Regions from separate parts of the Mus musculus genome. Here region 1 is linked to region 2. A link is a contact called in public HiChIP or PLAC-seq data. All regions are on one chromosome and are shown on one strand. The core of a region is the stretch at or near the end of the contact, and the rest is flanking DNA. Distances in the headings are between cores, read along the strand shown. Region 1 holds the start of Tbc1d19 (TBC1 domain family, member 19). Region 2 has its middle 100 kb from the start of Gm40303.

What was found. HiChIP or PLAC-seq counts read pairs in DNA pulled down with a chosen protein or histone mark.
Region 1: a FOXA1 HiChIP or PLAC-seq map of pancreatic cancer cells shows a contact between it and region 2. The contact joins the promoter of Tbc1d19 here to the enhancer-like site in region 2. A contact is called at or near these places in 3 of 39 promoter capture datasets (liver, neural stem cells and pre-B cells), 8 of 484 Hi-C or Micro-C datasets (cortical neurons, embryonic fibroblasts, embryonic stem cells and 3 more), 8 of 115 datasets of contacts at active chromatin or transcription factors (bone marrow-derived macrophages, embryonic stem cells, microglia and 3 more) and 1 of 9 other capture datasets (liver).

What each region holds. Positions count from the first base shown.
Region 1 is chr5:53,808,077-53,811,067 of GRCm38.p6, forward strand. Tbc1d19 (TBC1 domain family, member 19) reads left to right here and starts at 1,551. Exons shown (of 21, transcript NM_144517.4): 1 at 1,551-1,782. The coding sequence starts at 1,684.
Region 2 is chr5:53,369,210-53,371,909 of GRCm38.p6, forward strand. No RefSeq gene overlaps it. Among named protein-coding and RNA genes, the nearest start is that of Gm40303, 100 kb to the left of the region's middle. Within about 2 kb of position 1,427, at least 56 of the 459 cell types and tissues checked have an H3K27ac peak or open chromatin away from gene starts, as enhancers often do. A contact at or near this core is called in cortical neurons, embryonic fibroblasts and pancreatic cancer cells, where this site is marked.

The sequences.
Region 1 (2,991 bases), core at 301-2,800, 440 kb after region 2:
TTCAAATGAACAGATCTCACTGGAGGCCTATTGAATCTGAACTCGAGTTTGATTTAACAAAACCTCTTGTGACTCTTAAGCTCATTAACGTTCAATGTAATTAGGCTAAACTAGCCTTTTCAGCATTCTCAGCCTGTTTTCCTGAAATTCTACTCTTGCTGTGCTTAAAAAATATGTATACACACAAAACCAAAATTAATCCGTAAGTATTTTGGTGATATTATTCTAATGTGTATTCTAATTATTCTATTATTCTAATGTGTATTCTAATGTATAATTACACCTTAGGGCGTTTGCTGACCTACTATTGGCCTTTGGATTAACGTTCAATTAGTTAAATCAGTTACTTCTAATTATAACTATGTTTCATATATTTCCTTGAGGACACAAACTGTATTTTATTAAATATTTGTGCTCACACAGTTCCTTGTATGTAAATGCTCGATAAACTGAAAGTTGGACCATGTCTAAAAGATGGAATGAATGCATAGAAATCTAGATGGTAGATTTCTTAAAGACAAGGACAGTCAGGATCTTAGTCATTTTAAAATTAAGAATACTAAAAAAAAAAGTATTAGTAATTGTTGTTGGTTAATTTGTATGTGAAAGGAGACTAATACCAGGATATGATTGTAGATTCTAGAACAGCAGTTCCCAAGAACCACCCTTTCACAGGACTTGCTTAAGACCATTGAAAAAGGGCTGGAGAGATGGCTCAGTGGTCAAGAGCACTAACTGCTCTTCCAGAGGTCCTGAGTTCAATTCCCAGCAACCACATGGTGACTCAAAACCATCTATAACCATATGACAGTGTACTCATATACATTAAATAAATAAACTCTTAAAAAAGACTTCCTTTAAAAAAAGACCATTGAAAAACACATATATTTATATGTGTTTCATAACAATAGCAACATTACAGTTATGAAGAAGCTGCAAAAAAATTATGATTAGGGTTCACCACAACATGAGGAACTGTATTAAAGTGTGGCTGCATTAGGAAGATTGAGAACCACTGCTGTATAAAGCCTAGAGAATAGAAACAGTCGCAAAGGAAACAAGCGTGCAACTTCATGAATTGCTTCTTACCTCAGCCAACTATCAAAACATCCTGCCAATTGGTGTAAATTGAATTCTGCAATTTAAATACATCGCTTAAGTGCAACAGCTAGTATCAGAGCCCATAATTTTGGGGTGTAACCAGCAGCAATTGTGTTCACAGGCGTGTTCTGCAGAGATTGACTGGTGGAAGAGTTAAGAATCTCTATAATACAGAGTCTATATAGTAAATTTCAACACACACACACACACACACACACACACACACACACACACACACACACCACCTCGTTCTCGGTTCTTTTTTGCACATCTGAAACTTTGTGGCTGCGGAAGAACAAGCTTTTGTTCTGTGTTTTCGATCAGACTGGGTAGGAACAATGAAATCTACTTCCCGGCCCTGGTCTCTTTCCGCCCTCGGAACGCATGTGCGAGGTCTTTCAGATGCGGAGGGGACCAGAGAGGGACGGACGCACGGCCCAGCAGTTGCCTGGCAACGCCCGCTGGAGGAGTCCCGCCGAAAAAAGGTCCGGGAGAAGTGTCAGCGGCCAGGAGTGGGACCCTGCAGCGCATTCTTTCCTTGCCGGCGGCCGTCCCCGCGGCTGGCGGGTTAGGGCAGGGGAAATGTTGCAGGAGGAGTCGGACCTGTCCCTCATCATTGCCCAGATCGTCCAGAAACTCAAGGGCTCCAATTTGTATGCTCAGCTGGAACGGCAGGCCTGGGTAAGCGGGGCTGATGGGAAGCTATGGAGACCGGCAGGCCGCAGGATGACCTGCCTGCTACACTGCCTTCACCCAGGCCAGAGCTTTTTGCTCTCTCCACCCCTTTCTGCTGTTTTAAACCCCTCCCTGAGCCTTGCACCTTGTTTGCTCAGACCCAGGAGTGAGGCAATTGTATTTTTTTAAAGATGGGTGGGGCTCATCACGCCCTTCTTCAGGCCAGAGAATGGCCAAGGCTTCTCCCGTTTATTCTTGTAGTCGTTTAAGGGACCTATTTTTTATTTTTTAGATGTTGGACTCACGAGCAGCATGCCTTCCTTCTTTTTTACTTTCTCGTGGATGGATTGGGATCCCATGTGCTTTATTCTAATGTGTCACTTTGTTGCACTTTGCTCTCCCTACAGTGATTTTTTTTTTAATGTGCCCACCTAGCGTTTATTGAATTCATTTAAACAGACTCGGCCCTGCGAGTAGACAGAATAACCAGTAGAGCTTTACTGTATGAGAATGTAGTGTGAATGGAATCCTACAGTACCAAAACTTTTGTGGATGCTTCTGTCCCCGTTAGGATTTTGAGATCCATCCAAACTTGGTATTTTAGTACTTCTGTTCCCATTAGTTTCTCTAGTTAGTACTTACCTGGTGGATATTTAGGTTGTTTAGAGATTATGGATAATGCCAATATGTATATTCTGTGACTTTATCTTTATCCCATGGATTGTCCAGAAAATGTATTGTTTAGTTTTCAAATTTGGGGAGATCTTTCCAGTTTCTTCCTTTTGTTGATTTCAAGTTTAACTCCAGGATGGATAAAATTTATATTATGTTAATTCTTTAAATTTTGTTGGAGTATTTTTTTATTTTTAAGATTCGTAATTTGTTTTCTCTTGTTGAACATCCTTTGTGTACTTAGTAAACATCTTTTTTTTTTTTATAATTTAGAAATGTCAGTTAAGTAGGTTGAAAGTTTTGTTTAAGTGTATCTTTACTGAGTGTGGTATGTGATGATTAATCTTGTTTGTTGACTTAAAACACCTGAGAAGAGGAAACCTTAATTGAGAAATTGATCTCCTAAGCTGCCTCTGTGGACATATGCACGGGGCATTTTCGTGATTCCTAACTGAAACAGGATGGCTGAGCCCACTGTGGGTGGTACCATCCCTAAGCAGGCAAGCCTAGGCTATATTATCAAGGTACTGAATGATGAGCCTG
Region 2 (2,700 bases), core at 177-2,676:
TTTTTTGAGACAGGGTTTCTCTGTATAGCCCTGGCTGTCCTGGAACTCACTTTGCAGACCAGGCTGGCCTCGAACTCAGAAATCCGCTTGCCTCTGCCTCCCGAGTGCTGGGATTAAAGGCATGCGCCACCACTGCCCAACCTTTCAGCTTTTTTCTTAATATTATTTTTTTTCTGGATAGACAGCCAGAGGCATCTTCCATTCCCCCTTCTGAAAAGCTCCACTAAGGTTCATGTAAAAAGTCCATTTCCTGACTGACTTTGAGAGAGGTAGCCACGCCCTCCTCTGCCCCCTTACTGTATCCTATACTTCTTTTTTCCTTGAGTCATTACTACTACTTTTCTCCTTGATTATTACTACTTTGTTTCATTGTTTCCTTTTCTTACTTGGATAGGCTTTAGTGAGAAGAGACCCTACTTTGCAGAGAAAATATCTTGTGTCTGTGTGGATGTGGCCCCTGTCAGTAATAAAATTGATGTGCTATAGCTTAGGCAGGAAATAGGATGCAGGCAGAAAGGATTCTGGGATAGTGCCAGGAGTGGGAGCTTCAACAGGGAAGATGTGGTGAGGCAGATGCATGGAACCTGAGCCCAGGTAGCCAGCCACATGGCAGAACAGAGATTAGAATAAATGGGTATTTTAAGTTATGATCTAGTCAGAGAAGAGCCTAGGTATATGTAAATATATTTTGAGTCTGAGTCTCATTTCTGGGAGCATGGGGCTGGGAGGAAGAACCAGGACTAAACTCAACACGACTTGGTTCACCCTTCCCCTCCAAGTGCATGCCTGTCCACCTGACACTCCATAAATAACCAAAGACAAATACTTTACAGATTTCCTCTGGGTTCTTCAGGACCAACCTCTATAGGGACTTACAATAGTCTCTATCATTGTTGACTTTTCTTTTTCTTTCTTTCTTTTTTTATTTTTATTTATTTTATTTTTTGGTTTTTCAAGACAGGGTTTCTCTGTGTAGCCCTGGCTGTCCTGGAACTCACTCTGTAGACCAGGCTGGCCTCAAACTCAGAAATCTGCCTGCCTCTGCCTCCCAAGTACTGGGATTCAAGGCATGCGCCATCACCGCCTGGTGACTTTTATTTCCTACTGACAAACTGGTGATCTTAGAAGCATGTTTTGGCTGCTAAAAGATCCCTTTTCCTTTGGGTCACTGAGGAGGTGACTCACCATGTTTAAACATTCAGAAACACTGTCCCCGTCAACAAATCTATTTACACAGCCCCAGTGGACGGTGGACGCCCTAGCTGACCTTTCAGTTAATACCTGCAACTAGGCAGACTCAGACCTCCCTATTGTGCTTAAAGCTAAGGACCTGGGAGCTGAGCGGGTCACTTAGCAGGGGTGGCTCTGCTTCAGACTCCAACTGTTCTCCTCTGTCCTCCCTCAGGTCCCCTGCTGTAGGGAGGCTCTCTGATAATAGGCACGGGAAATGTCAAGATCAGTCTTAGCTTTATCCACTCTCCCTACTTTTCCCATTTCTCCGAGCTCTGCTGCTTCTTTACTGTTAGGTCTCAAACTAGGGACAAATGGCTGAGAGGCCCATTTAACGTAGCAAAGCCAATGCCAGCCACCAGGTTCTCCCAGCATCCCTCCGTCCCTACCTGTTACAGGCATGTCTGGCATATCCTACCTCCTACCCCAAATGTCTTCCTTTCCACCCTGTATAAGTCAACCGTTTTGGTTACCTGTCATCTTTTGGTCTATCCTTTACCTTCCTGGCCTTTTGGTCTGCTTCTTTCCTACCCCCTCTCCTCACATGACCCAGCTCAAGATCATGTTCACTCTGGACTCTCCCAGATGTCCCTATGTGGTGGTTTGAATTTGCTTGGCCCAGGGAGTGGCACCATTAGGAGGTGTGGCCTTGTTGGAGTAGGTGTGGCCTTGTTGGAGGAAGTGTATCACTGTGGGGGTAGGCAATGAGACCCTCCTCCTAACCACGTAGGAGCCAGTCTTCTAGTGGCCTTCAGATGAAGAGATAAAACTCTCAGATCCTGCACCATGCCTGCCTGGATGCTGCCATGATCCCACCTTGATGATAATGGCCTAAGCCTCTGAACCTGTAAGCCAGCCCCAATTAAATGTTGTCCTTATATGAGTTGCCTTGGTCATGATGTCTGTTCATAGCATTAAAACCCTAACTAAGACACCCTGCCTCTCACTATGTCTTTTGTCTACAATAAACCTTCTCTGCCATACCTAGGAACAGTCATGTCCTTTTCTTTCTTTCTTTCTTTCTTTCTTTCTTTCTTTCTTTCTTTCTTTCTCTCTCTCTCTCTCTCTCTCTCTCTCTCTCTCTCTTTCTTTCTTGTCTGTCAAATCCATCTTTTCCCTTGATGATGGCTTAGTGCATTATACATGTCCTTAGAGTTTTTCTTGCCTGTGATCCTGGCTCTTAGGAAGGAGAAACCATCTCTTACCTGCTCAGAGGACAAATTGCTTGCCACCCACCATGCACAGCACTCCTCTCTCTATCCATTTGTTTGTGACTTGAGCCTCTTACTCTCCCCACTAGAGGAATCCAGGTTCTTGCTCACATCTGAAGGGAGAGAGTGCTCGCTCTCCCTGGCCCAGGCAAGCACACGCACACTGTGCTTCGGCAGCTCCCTGTAAGGCTCAGTGCCATGGACCATTCTGCCAAGAAGCTATGAGTGGATTCCCTGGAAGCCTGACTCATCCCATCTC